Regions from separate parts of the Rattus norvegicus genome. Here all the other regions are linked to region 1. Evidence: chromatin contacts called from public Hi-C data. All regions are on one chromosome and are shown on one strand. The core of a region is the stretch at or near the end of the contact, and the rest is flanking DNA. Distances in the headings are between cores, read along the strand shown. Region 1 overlaps LOC134485135 (a long non-coding RNA gene). Region 2 has its middle 640 kb from the start of Nr2f2. Region 3 has its middle 600 kb from the start of Mctp2. Region 4 has its middle 820 kb from the start of Nr2f2.

Region 1 (3,352 bases), core at 227-2,726:
GCGGAATGGAAGGTATTGCAATTTTGCTGGTATCGGTGACCCGGCATCTCTGAATTATTTCCTGCTTTGGTTTACAGAGGAATAAGCCTGTAATTAATTATATATCAGAACATGAGAATCGACCTGGCAATGATGTACAGGCTAAGAACGCTCTATTTACATATGTAGGTTATTTAAAATATGTTGTGTTAGATAAATATTTAAAATTCCTTCTTATTTGGCTTATAAAGTGCTCAAAAAGAGGCTGCAGTTTGACTTTACAGAAGGTTCAAAAGTGAGATATTTGACATAGGCATCGTCCCTGCCCAGTCAACATTACCTCCTGTCCTTGCTTGGCAAGGCACACAGGAAACATCCTTAATAAAAACAACAACATCAATTATTTACATCAACGCTGAAATGTATAATGATGGGAGAAAGTTGGTCTTCAGGAATTCATATAGCTTACAGAACATAGAAGTACAAGGAGCCTAGGCATGAATTTTCAAAATGTCCGACTCAGGGAGAGGAGTCGAAATGGATAGGATGTATGGAAAACAGTGGTTGCACAATAAAATGTTCCCGCTGTGGGTAATTTTCTCCTTGCAAATAAACGTCCAGTTTTACTTTTAAAGGGAAATAAAACAAATTAGAGAGCCTAAAGAGATTTTTCCATGTCTGTCAAATCAACACGACCCTGCTAAGAAGAACAGACACCGGGAGGTGACAAGGTGGGAAGATAAGAAGGTCTCAATGATACACAGGAGGAATCCTGCCGAAATTGATGAGGGCGCCCTGAAGTTAACTTTTCTCCAGAGGGTTTACCTATACCTGCGTTTGGTCCCTGCAGAACGGATCTGTGAACACGGAGATCCACCAGGGGGAGCAGTTCACCAGCACAAAACCAACCTTCCTGAAGGAAGTCGCTGAAGGCACCTCTTCCTCTCAATTTACACAGCTGACAGGACCCTGATTTTATCAGTTCTCCTAGATGCAGCGCGCACATACCTGGAGCTGATTCCCTCCATCCGGCCTCATGCTGCTGGGATACGATACACCTCGCAAGCTCCTGATCACAGGCATGCTTTTCCTTGCAAAGCAGCCCTTGTAATTTACTGAAATCCCTTGCCTTTTTCATAGGAAGTAATTTGGACTCTGCTTCCACACCATCTTTTTAGGACAGAATGAATAGTTTATCAAACTAGTCGTTTGGTATGGCATAAAAGTGTGTGAGAGTCTCCCTCAGGTTTTGAAGGCAGGTATCCATTGGAGTTTACTGATAACCCCGGTTTCTCTCTTCAGCAACCCCCCCCCCCCCCATTTCTTCCTTTAACCAAAGCCCTGGGGCTGGGAAAGAAAACAGCTGTCAGAGAAAGGCTGGTGTCGGTGATAAGCCTTTTGTGTGCAAGCTCAAACTTTGAGACCAGCCTGTCCAAACAAAACAGCTGTGGTCTTCTGTGTGGACAGCAGAGTACACCAAGGCTGTTCGGAAAGGGGGGTTGGAGGGCAGGGGGAGCATCCAGAAAATATGCTGGTCCCTGAAGCATTCTGTCCACGGTTGCACAATCCATGAAGGAATTCCCAAGGGGAGCCAAATTTTATTTTTAGTAGAGGTCAGTCCTTTGGTCTCTTTGTCCCCATCCTTCATTATGGTGCTTTAGCACATCACTGTTACAATAGCCCTTCATGTTGGAGGTGGCGGGCCTGGCTCCGCAGCTCTGGCATGAGGAAGGCAGGGGGACTCATTCTAGACTCCAAAATCCAGAGTGAAACTACCCACAGGGACCCCCGTTTCTGGATCAATCTGCTTCAACACCAATGTCTTTCTGCTAGTCCCAGAGCCTGGGTCAAGAACCTCTAAAGAAGGAAGTAAGGGACGCCAAGGTTACTTTGTAACCTCTTGTCTGGCTGTGCAAGCGGCTCTTAAAGCAACAAGGTGAAGATCTGAAGTAGAAGTCAAACTCTTTCTTTGGAGTTAAAACAGAGACTGTTTCAGGAACTTATCTGATTCCCATTGCCTCATTTGTCCCTCATGGGCATCCTTAAACTCTGTGGAAAGCAAGCCTGCAGCTGACATTCAGAGAGTAGCTTATCTCTGCAGGGGTTAGTGTTCCTTCTAAGGGTATTAAACATAGGAACTCATTTAGGAGAGCTTTCCTTCAACCTTTCTGTTATTACACATTCTCATAACTTTCAAATTGATTTCTGAATAAACCATAGAGAAAGAAATCATGATTCTCAGGTGATATTAGCTATTAAATGTGTTGATCGACATCATAAGGTAGTTCTTGAAGAGGACCAGACTGAAAGAGCTAAGATCATTACGGGCAAAGTTTCACTTTTGAAATTTCACTACTTTATCCAAGTTGTTCATCCTGGAAACGGGATGAAAAAGATCCCATTAAAAATATGTAATAGTAGGGGCCAGGCATGGTGGCATGTACAATCCCCCCCCCCCAACACTCAAGAGACAGAGGCAGCATTGAAACAAATTCAGAGCTAACATTTTGATCTGATGCTATTACAGATATCTGTGTCTGAGTATGGAGGTAATCTGTTTTTGTTTGTTTGTTTGTTTGTTTTTTGTTTGTTTGTTTGCTTGCTTGCTTTTGGACCAGGAGACGGAAGGACAGACAGCGCTTTACCTGGCTCATTTTCTTCCTAGTCTTCACGTTGTGTTTCCACAGATACCACAATGCTATATTCTGAATTCAGGCACACATCTATAAAAGGTAAAGCTTATAGGGCTATTAATGGATCGGTCACCAGGTTAAAGAAACTGAGTCACATTTTATACCTAATAGAGCAGTAGAGGGCTGTTTCTCCCTACCTCTGCCCCTGCCCCTCCCTACCCCTGCTTCTCCTTGCCCCTGCCCCTCCTTGTCCCTGCCCCTGTCCCTTTCCAATTTTGCCTTTTCCCCTTGCCCTCCCATTCCTTTCCAACTATTTGCTGCCCTGAGTTGCTCCAACTTAAGGCCTTGTACCGTGACGAGCAAACGCTAGTGTTGAGCCACAGATCAGAGCCAAGAGTAGAGACTTAGCACAGCAGGCAAGAGGAAACACTGATTTCAACATGATGTCAAAGTTGTGCCCATACCTGACCCAGATTTCTTAATCCTCCTCAGTCGGAAAGGCCCCTCTGCCTAGACCCATCTATGAATCCTCATGTGAATGGGAGGGGTTGTACTGCTTGGAAAGGTAGCTACTTCTGTTTTTCAGAGTTTTGTGACAACTTCTTCCCTGCAGATGACTCCCTTGAACAGCTTTCTTCCTCCCCACATCTCCCATTCAGCATTAAAAAGAAGTATCTACCTTCTGAGGCATGAAATGAAGTTATTTACTTGTTGCTCCAGAACCACCCCAAAGCTTTCTA
Region 2 (3,352 bases), core at 439-2,938, 460 kb after region 1:
TGACAACTGGGTCAGTTCTCTCCTTCTCCCTTTATTTGGATTCCAGGGGTCAAACTCAGGCTGTCATGCGTGTACAACAGGCACTTTAAACTGGCCAAGCCTTTCTTGATCTTATGAAACTGTGAGCATAAGAAATGATTAGTGAATATTATAGATCTTATCAGACAGGAAGAAGGAAGTTACAGAATGGAACATTTTTATGGTGCTGTATAAAGCAGATTAAGTACACTAAGATAAATATTTGTATCACTTATTTGCAAAGCTACATATGAACATTGTGTAATTTTGAAAGATGAGTGAAAAATTAAGGAAAACACACTCATTTGTTTTATATTTTAAATTGGATATTTTTATTTACATTTCAAATGTTATCCCCTTTCCCAGATTCCCCTCCCGAAACCCCCATCCCATTCCCCCTCTGCCTGCTTCTATGAGGGTGCTCCCTTACCCACCCACTGAGTTCAACCTCCCTAACCTGACATTTTCCTACACTAAGACATCAAGCCTTCACAGCACCAAAGGCCTCGTCTCCCATTAATGCCTGACAAGACCATCCTCTGCTACATATGTGCCTGGAGTCATGGGTCATTCCATGTGTACTCTTTTGTTAATGGTTTAGTCCCTGGGAGCTCTTGTTGGGAAGGGGGGGTTGGGTTAGTTGGTATTGTTGTTCTTCCTATGGGGTTTCAAACCCAGTCAGCTCCTTCAGTCCTTTCTCTAACTCCTCCATTGGGGACCCCTGTCTCAGTCCAGTGGTTGGCTGTGAGCATCTGCCTTTGTATTTGTGAGGCTCTGACAGAGCCTCTCAGGTGACCGCTATATTGGGCCCCCGTTAGCAAGCACTTCTTGGCATCCACAGTAGTGTCTGGGTTTGGTGACTGGATATGGGTTGGATCCCCAAGTGGTGCAGTCTCTGGATAGCCTTTCCTTTAGTCTCTGCTTCACACGTTGTGTCCATATTTCTTTCCACGAGTATTTTCTTCCCCCTTCTCAGAAGGACTGAATCATCCACACTGTGGTTTTCCTATGGAATGACTGAGAAGCACCTAAAGAAATGTTCAACATCCTTAATCATCAGGGAAATGCAAATCAAAACAACCCTGAGATTCCACCTCACACCAGTCAGAATAGCTAAGATAAAAAACCCAAGGGACAGCATATACTTGTGATGATATGGAAAAAAGGAAAACTCCTCCATTGTTGGTGGGATTACAAGCTGGTACAACTACTCTGGAAATCAATCTGGAGGTTCCTCAGAAAATTGGACATTGCACTACCTGAGGATCCAGCTATACCACTCCTGGGAATATACCCAAATGATGCTCCAACATATAACAAGGACACATGCGCCACTATGTTCATAGCAGCCTTATTTATAATTGCCAGAAGTTGGAAAGAACCCACATGTCCTTCAACAGAGGAATGAATACAAAAAATGTGGTACATTTGCACAATGAGTACTATTCAGCTATTAAAAACAATGACTTCATGAAATTCTTGGGCAAATGGATGGAACTAGAAAATATCACCCCAACCCCCAAAAAACCCACACATGGTATGTACTCACTGATAAATGGATATTAGCCCTAAAGCTCAAAATACCCAAGATAAAATTCATAGACCACATGAAGCTCAAGAAGAAAACACACTTCTAATTCATCATCAAGCTTTTTGTTTCTCTTAGCATACTCCAAATTTTTTCTCCCATTTTCACCATGAAGAACTAACTGTATGATCTGTATGTACTTGTTTCTAGAAGAAAAAAGCATTGAATGATACAGATGACCTGTTCGATTGTTCAGAATATATTTGTGGTCACCATTCTACTATTTATTCTCTTATCAATATATGCTTTCTCTTTGCAAGTAGACTGTGGTGACAGTACAGGCTGGAATTATTTCTTAGTCTAATCACAAGTACTGTTCTGGTCATATGGTTGATGTAGAATAAAATGTTCAATTGATTGATGTCTCAGGCCTTAGACTTGGGCAAGGACACAATTCCTACCCTTGGACTTCCATACTTAGCAGACTACTCAGTTTGACTGGCCTTAGATGAATATGGATTCAAGGCAGAATCACCTGGACTTTCACCCATGAAATCCTGGGACTTGCATGCTGTAAACCTTTTAGACTCTTTCAGTGTTCGGATCATAAATTACCCAGTTCTTCTTAACACCAATTACCATTAGTTGATCCCTAAAACACTTGCATTAGTTGACCTCAAACTCCAGTGAGCTCATATCAAAACCTGAGTTATTATCCCTCCTTTTTATACTATTTTCAATTTTGTAAAGGGAAAGTACCCTAAGCATAGCCCCCTCTGAGGTGACAGTATAATATAATGACATCCAGGTCACAGTGTCATGAGCCATTGTCCAGAAAGTGATAACCCTCATGTCTGCCTATCCATTTGTGAATGCTGAGGTTGGATTCAATCTGACCAAATGGAAAGTGGCCAGCCAGGATCAGATATTTGCTACAAAGGGTCCACTTAGAGCTATTTTAAGCAACCTGAAGGCACAAAAACATCCTAAAGTAGCAGACAGAACTCACTGTTGATGCTGTCCCTCCTGTAGAATAATTTCCTGTGGCTGTCACAATTTGTTTGGTATCTTCCTCTGTTTGCAACATCTAAAAAAAAATCAGCTTAGCTTTTCTCTCTCACCCCCCCCAACCCTCCCATAGGGCCTCAGCTTGTGTCTGCACATAAGTCCGGGGTCTTGGGTGTCAAATGTCAGGCCTTGTACTGAGCTGTCAAAGAGAAGAATGGGCTGTGATGATTGATGACTGGGAGGCCTGAAACTCAAACCTCCACTTCGAATGCTTCTTTTACAAAAAAGCTGGGGCTACCCACCGTGCCTATGCACAGGGTCACTTCGCATACCATTACACCCGCTGCCCCAGGCTCCCAACAAGCCAGGCCATTCACACTCAGCCCTGCCCATTTCTCTCCCTCCACCCTTCCTCTTGCTAGCCTTAGAAGGATGCCCAAATGTTGGAATTCTCAATCCCAATCAAATAAAAGAGAGGCATGAAAAGATGCCCTTTCCTCCCGTTTGTCTTCAGGCTACATTTGTTCTGCAAGCCATGGACTGGAGCTTTCTGGAGCTCAAGTCAGATGACAAGATTATTAATGGGAGTAGGGCAATGTCATATCTGATTTCATGCATATTCATGAAGGTAGCTACACAGCTGGGACCATACTTTATGGAGAGGGGAAATAAAGAGTATCCTACCCCCAACCCTAGGCATGAAAAATGTCATTGTGGAGATGAGGAGCCTGATTGAGGCAAGTTTAAGTGACTGTAGCCTTTATTTTGAAAAGAAGGGAATAGAATTTGCAGCAGTAA
Region 3 (3,352 bases), core at 587-3,086, 300 kb before region 1:
GCTGAATGAACGCTGATGAACACCTCTCTAGGGTTGAGGGAAAGCGGGAACAGAGATGCAGACAGAGTTGTGAGAAACAGATGTCTCCCCAGCCCTGCTTCCGAGCTGCCTAGAACAGGACTCATAAAGGGCCAAAAATAGCACAATACCACTTTAAAAGCATGTGCCATTTTCAATCACAAATCACATGAAAGCTGTGTGTAGCGACGCATGCCTTTAATCTCAGCACCTGGGAGGTAGAGACAATCCATCTCTGTGAGTTTGAAGCTAGCCTGGTCTACATAGAGAGTTCTAGGACAGCTAGAGCTACATAGAGAGACCCTTTCTCAAAATAATAAATAAGTAAGTGGATAAAATGTTTGTTGCGTTTCTTTTTTGAAATCCATTCCAAATAGCTTATGACCCAGTCTCAAACAGGAGCCCCTAGAAGCCTTGATCCCCTAGGCTAGAAAGTTGTCCACCCTGGATAAATCGAATTCAAGGCATTATTTTTGTCCTAGACAAATTACTCTAGTTACTAGCCATTGGCCGTCCTGGGGACATGTCCGAAGGACAAAATATTTTAAGAGCCAGACAGTGCTAAGGAAAGCTACCATCTTAATATGACGTGGCAATAGCCACCAGGAACGACAGCCATGACTACCCACCCGAGACAAACACGCAGACAGAAGGACAGATGGGCAGACAGAAACGCAGTCACAAGCACAATCCCATGAAGATATGAAAATCATAGGGGAGGGGGCTAGATGAGAAGGAATGCATAGGCAAAAGTGGGATGAGAAGAGGGGGAGGAGGTGCGACTGTACATGAAATGTCTGACATTATTCTTTTAAAAATGTTTCCTCTAGCGCTCAAATAGGTTGGATTTTGGAGAGTAATCAGACCAGGTCCTAGGTGGGCAGAGTCAGGCTGAAGACAGAGTGTGCAGAGTGAAGGTGACCAACCTAGGTATGAGGTGTTTAGGGTAACCTGGTCATGGGCGCCAGTGTGGGACAGGTGGAGTGATTAGGTGAGGTGGGGTCCTGGTTAGGCAGAGGTGGGCGATCAGTGCGAGCGGTAATGCTTGCGGTCCTCGCCTTCAGGGCTGCTAGCAGACAATGGTCCCCCCCATCCTTATCGCGGCTCACAGGCCTCCCCTGAGCACAGCGGGCGGCGGCTCTCCCTCCGTCCGGGCTGCCGCCCCGCCGCCCGCCGCTTCCTCTGGTCGACCTCACGGCCTGGGGCGCGGCGCGGACGGCCGGAAACGCTTGGTGGGACGGCGCGTCGGCGACACGCGCGGCCGGGCGGGGAAACAAAGGCGGGATGTGTGCGGCCGAGAGTCCGGAAAGCGGGCGCCGGCGGCGCAGCCCCCGCTCCCCGCCCATTGTTCGCTGCGCGCGGCCACACGCGCCCAGGGAGAGTGCATCCTGCCGGGACCTGCCTGAGATGCCCGCCTGCGCTGGCTGCGCTGGGCAGGTGACATTCTGAGCGACCTTGTGATTTTAGAGCTGTATTTGTCAGAGAGCTCCACATGGATGACTTCCTCCGACCACCACGCTGAGAACGGAATGATGTTTTCACTCACGTTTTCCACATGAGAAGAGAAAAAGTGAAAGAAAAAAAAAAGAGAAAAGAAAAAAAAAAAAAAAAAGCGAACTCCAGTAGAACAGGCTAAATTTACTGCTAATTCCAGGGTCCCAAACGAAACTGGTTTCCACATGACTCCACATCTGAATTCTCATGGATTTAACTGTGGTTTTAAGTCAAGCGTTGAAATAAAAGATGTTTCTCTAGCCTGGCCTTTCAAGGCTGGTTATCTAGAAAGCCCAGTAGGAACCCAGAATTTCCGAGCTGGGATTTACTAATGACTTCCTGACATTTTCAAGATTGTCCTTTCCCCTATTGTTTTGGTTTCTGGCTAGCCCATTGAAGGAGAATGTGTCACTAATATGAAAACTAAGTGTTGTCTGTGGCAAGTGTTCAAGTGTAAGGCATAAGTAGATTGAGGACCAAGACGCTTGGAGCCAATTGATTAGTCAACCTCCAGTTTCCAACTTTTGAGTCATCCAAGTTAGCCTTCCCTAGTTAATCCAGGAATGCATGTCCTTAGGTGTTTTGTGTCAACCTGTGCCCTGGGGGCTGAATTCTGGAAGGTTGTACACCCAGTGTCCCTTTGTTGTTAAGGCAGCACCAGACATGATCCTAGTTTACTTGGCCTGAGGTCAGTAAGAACCAAATTGTTCTCTTGTGACTTTGGATTTGTAAAGAAGCAGGACTGTTTTCCGGCCTGAATTCGAGCCAGGAGGGGTTGTAAGGATTGGTGATCAAAATTGTATACACTGAGCCCTGTGGAACATTGACAGAGAGCATGGACAAAAAGGAAACACCAGTCCTTTCCCTCAGGGTCAGAATGCTACAGAGAGGTTCAAGTGCTTCTGAACATCCTCTAGGAGGGGCTGTGAAGTCATTTATTGGAAAAATACTTACCAAGTCTTATTGTAGAAGATTCTGAGGAGAATAGAACACAGCAAAAACAAACTAAGAAAATTGTCTTAGATCTCCATTTCCTGGTGGACAATCTAGTAGAGAATGTCAGAGAAGAGTATTGATGTCAATATGCAAAGAGTGCAATTACTGGTCTGCCAGAGAGGCTGTATATGATGGTGTTAAAGGTACCTTGCAGAAGGAAGGTCTTATCTGGACAAGTGAGTAGTTTTTACAAGAGCATCCAAAGCCTGGGAAAGAGTATTTTAGAACTTGCTATGTGGAGGTTGGAACATGGTCTGTTCGGAGAGTACCGAAGGACCCTAGTGAGCTAGAACTTCTATAGGTTTGATGGAAGGAGTACTTCACTGACTGAGGATCTCGTTTATCAATTCCGATCAAAGAGGGCATCTAAAGTAGACTAGAGTAGTGGCAACTGCTAGAGATGGCAATGGATAGAAGAGGCGGAAGGAAGAGATGAGTCTAAGGGAGGTTGGTACACAGACTGTAGGTAAGGAGATGTAACAAAGGTAATTCCACGAATTACTGGCTGAGCCATTCCTTTGGAACAGCAATAGGGAAGAAAAGTTCAGGTGGGGTGGTTCTGCGCTATATCTTGGGCACATAAAATTTGATGTGGCTAAGTTATTGAGATAACATCAGACTACTGAGGTGGGGAGTGGGAAAGGGAGGAACTTTGTTGGAAGACAGATGCCTTCTCCAGTGTGATAAAATAAGAGTTAAGCGGGGTGAGATTTGGTGACAGGGAGACATAGAAATGGGTGGCTTAAGGACAGAAGACTCAGAATAATTGATAGGGGATAAATATTAGGACCAGTAAATATTAGGAGATCATTTATTATAATATATAGTCTTCATTTACTGAACT
Region 4 (3,352 bases), core at 228-2,727, 270 kb after region 1:
CGCATGTGTGCACTAAATGTAAAATGAGGTTTGGAATTTTCTTAATCATTACTCTATTTGTGAAATTCTAGCATTATCCTGTTGTTGCTTTTAGACTTGGGAATACAAATGTTTACAAATAGCTCACTGCTCCAGATATGCTGTTCTCAGAACTTAAACATGTCCTCTAGAGTGGTACACAATTGTGTTTTGTTCTTGTTTCCTCAATTTTCTCTGTAACATTAGGCAAGAAGCACATCAGATGCCAGATTCTGGCAAAACAATGGCCTCAATTTCATTTAACCCTGAAAGCTGGCAAAATCTTTTAAAATATACACAGCCATTCCTGTGATAACATGCAGGTAGGACCAGGAGAGGTGGGGGAAATTAGGGGTATTGATTCTAATGTCTGTAGATTTGATCTTTACCCTGAAGGCTTAAGGGTACTTTCAGTTGGATGAAGGAAGGTGTGCTCTCTATGTACATCTAGAATTTAGAACAGAGGGCTAAAAATTACTCTACTCCAATGGGGGTGGGGGGAGGTACCATATATTTCTTGCCCTTCATCATATTTGTCTGTTTTGACAAGGTTGATAAAAATGTAAAGAAGGTCTTGAAAACCGTTTCATTAGGCCTCATAGGCATTGGAGCAGCGTAGCTTGGGATCTTGACCCTGGCTTAGTGCTTTCCTGTGGAAAGATGCTACTTGTCCAAACAGTTTAATCTTCTCAAGACCTCTCTCCACCCCAGGATGGTGCTGACTCACCTTCTGCATATTTGGCAAGAGGAATTGAAGTCACCTGGCTCTCTGGTGATTTTGTGTGTTTGTGTGTGTGTGTGTGTGTGTGTGTGTGTGTGTGTGTGTGTGTGTGTGTGTGTCCTTGTAGAACAGGCCCACTGTCTTGATTTCACAGTTGGTTCAGCACAGAAGGCTATACCCAGAGCAGAAGATCATTGGTTTCCAAAGCTTTTTATCACATGCTGGTGACTCATGACTGAATTATCAAAAACACAAACAAACAAGCACAGCCTTGTTAACCATTCAGTTCGAATGGTTCTGACTGAATCTCAGCAGCATACTGTTTTCCATATACATTTTTAACTCTCCAAGTTAGCCCAAAGTTGACCCTAGAAAATCTCAGCTATGGTTCCAGGAGCAACTTGGACTTTAGAGGCACCAAGCACTGGATGCCTATTTTAGCCAATGGACTGCAACAGCTTTTTAAAACAGGCTAGAGAAGCCCTAACAGCTGCCTTTATATGCTAGACATATTACACTATTGTCATGTAATTATACTTCAAAGGACAAGATGGAATTCATTTTCCATCTAAATCCATGCAAAGATGAGCTATTCGGGCTTTCAATTCTTCTGAATGCAAGGAAATGCTGCTTTGCAGGGCTCTCCCGTTCTTGCATGCCATTAAAATGCTGTCAGTTTGTAACAACAGGATTGCAAAAGGCCCCTGATGTCATCAGACATTATGCTAGCGTCAGCCAAGGAATCTCTGACAATTCGGGTCATAATGGCCACAGTGTGTTCACTGTTGGAGAATGATATACAGGGGCTGATGGAATTTCCACTAATATAATTATGCTGTTTGCTGTGCATAAATACCCAGAGGCTGAACAAAAGATTGAGTTTCTTTTCCAAATTCATAGTCAGCCATGAAAAAAAGCAACCACTATTTTGAGACTGTCACCAAAGATGATTGGCTATAGCACAACATTGGTGCTTAAGACTTACACCCCTTCCTGGCCTCCATGATACAGCATGTATCCCTTAGAAATGCCATGTGCCTTCAGAGCATCGTGTTGTGGTTGTCTTAAAAAGGAATGCGGGATCATTTAGCGAACTGGGAATCACTGAAGGAAACTCGTTCTGTAGAATTCATTTAGCAGCAGTGGGGGGATAAATGGACTGAGCAAATCCCTTCTAGAGTGGGGCACTTAAACCAGATTTCTAAAGTATCTGGAATCTTCACACAGAATTTCTATGCTAAGTAGCCAGCACCCAATCCAACCAAGAAATTTCAAGGACTAAGGAAGGTTCATTTTCCAGTCCTCTAGCCTTCCAGCAGACAGTCCTCTTCCCCCACGAGTGGGTTTTACACTGCTCAATGATGTGACGAAGCACAGTCAAGTGCCATTATGCTCCTGGCTTCCCGCCATCAAAATGGGGAAGAAGAAAGTCTATCCTTTATACTGCTTTGCTTAGTGATCATAGAGGCAGGGGGAAGAGAGGAGGGGATAGGGGCTTGTGGAGGGGAAACTGGAAAGGGGGATAACATTTGAAATGTAAATAAATAAAATAACCAAAAAAAAAAACATAAAAGGCTCATTGTTCCCAGTGAGAGGAGCAATGGTCCAATTGTGTACCCTTTAAACACCCATGCACATGGACAGGCACTTTTCCTTATCAACATTTATTAATTGTGCATATTAATGGGCTTTATTGTGATATTTTCATACATGTATCTAATGTGCTTTCACCATGTTCGCCCACATAATGCCCTCTCCTCTTTCCTCCCACTGTTCCCACCGGCTAAACCAATGCTATAGAGCAAACTCCCTTCAGTAAGAACCAGTTTCCCTTCTCCCTGACTGGCCCCCATTCTATTTTTTGTTAAACAGATAGGGGTGGGAAGGAAGGGAAAAGAAGGGGGTGGGGGGAGAGGGAGATGGTGGGAGAGAGGGATGGGGTGGGAGAGAGGGGAGAGACATCTCAGTGAGTTTTATTAAGGTCACTTACAGCAGCATGGGTGAAGGGGTTGGGGACAGTCCTCTTACCGGAAAGATAATCTTTAAAGAAATGACCATTAAAATTATCTTCTCCCCATTCTTTAATTTTGCCATTACAGTTCTGTGGCATTTCCTGATAAAAACAACTGCAAAGAACGAGACAGCAACAGTAGCCTAACTGTGTTTCAGTAATTCATCAAGGGTACGATTAATTCAATAGTGCCATTAGTAAATGAAAATGAGCAACAATTACTCTTTTATTATAAATACAAATGGTTGTCCATCATCCTTATTAATTATTGTTATTAAAGTATAATAAGAATATTTGATGGGGACTGGCTGTTAGGTAGAGAGCTGTATTCTTCCTCTCCTTCAAATACAGATGCTTTCTTTCTCCCGCAGAAGTTGTCTCCACAAAGCAGGTCTGGCATACCTAGTTTTTGAAATGAACAAATCTGTTTACAAGTAGGGAATGTTTTCTTACAGCACACAGATTTGGTATGGTTTAAAATAAAGTCCTCTTACTCAGCCGACCTTCTCATTTCCCCTTTCTCATTGTGGTTTGTCTGACTTTGGCAGTCTAAGGATGTACTAATTAACGAGGAGCACAGAAGCTAGGATCTAATGCTCTTA

What was found. A called contact is a pair of places that touch in the nucleus more often than the background predicts.
Region 2: a contact with region 1 is called in a Hi-C map of Schwann cells, with 11 times the contacts expected there. The contact joins two enhancer-like sites.
Region 3: a contact with region 1 is called in a Hi-C map of Schwann cells, with 9 times the contacts expected there. The contact joins two enhancer-like sites. A contact is called at or near these places in 3 of 12 Hi-C or Micro-C datasets (Schwann cells, kidney and psoas muscle).
Region 4: a contact with region 1 is called in a Hi-C map of Schwann cells, with 5 times the contacts expected there. The contact joins two enhancer-like sites.

Annotation. Positions count from the first base shown.
Region 1 is chr1:134,518,260-134,521,611 of GRCr8, reverse strand. It overlaps LOC134485135 (a long non-coding RNA gene), which reads left to right. Exons shown (of 2, transcript XR_010063064.1): 2 at 1-242. Among named protein-coding and RNA genes, the nearest start is that of Mctp2, 890 kb to the left of the region's middle. Within about 2 kb of position 1,476, at least 8 of the 93 cell types and tissues checked have an H3K27ac peak or open chromatin away from gene starts, as enhancers often do. A contact at or near this core is called in Schwann cells, where this site is marked.
Region 2 is chr1:134,059,782-134,063,133 of GRCr8, reverse strand. No RefSeq gene overlaps it. Among named protein-coding and RNA genes, the nearest start is that of Nr2f2, 640 kb to the right of the region's middle. Within about 2 kb of position 1,688, at least 2 of the 93 cell types and tissues checked have an H3K27ac peak or open chromatin away from gene starts, as enhancers often do. A contact at or near this core is called in Schwann cells, where this site is marked.
Region 3 is chr1:134,815,710-134,819,061 of GRCr8, reverse strand. No RefSeq gene overlaps it. Among named protein-coding and RNA genes, the nearest start is that of Mctp2, 600 kb to the left of the region's middle. Within about 2 kb of position 1,836, at least 10 of the 93 cell types and tissues checked have an H3K27ac peak or open chromatin away from gene starts, as enhancers often do. A contact at or near this core is called in Schwann cells, where this site is marked.
Region 4 is chr1:134,248,341-134,251,692 of GRCr8, reverse strand. No RefSeq gene overlaps it. Among named protein-coding and RNA genes, the nearest start is that of Nr2f2, 820 kb to the right of the region's middle. Within about 2 kb of position 1,477, at least 3 of the 93 cell types and tissues checked have an H3K27ac peak or open chromatin away from gene starts, as enhancers often do. A contact at or near this core is called in Schwann cells, where this site is marked.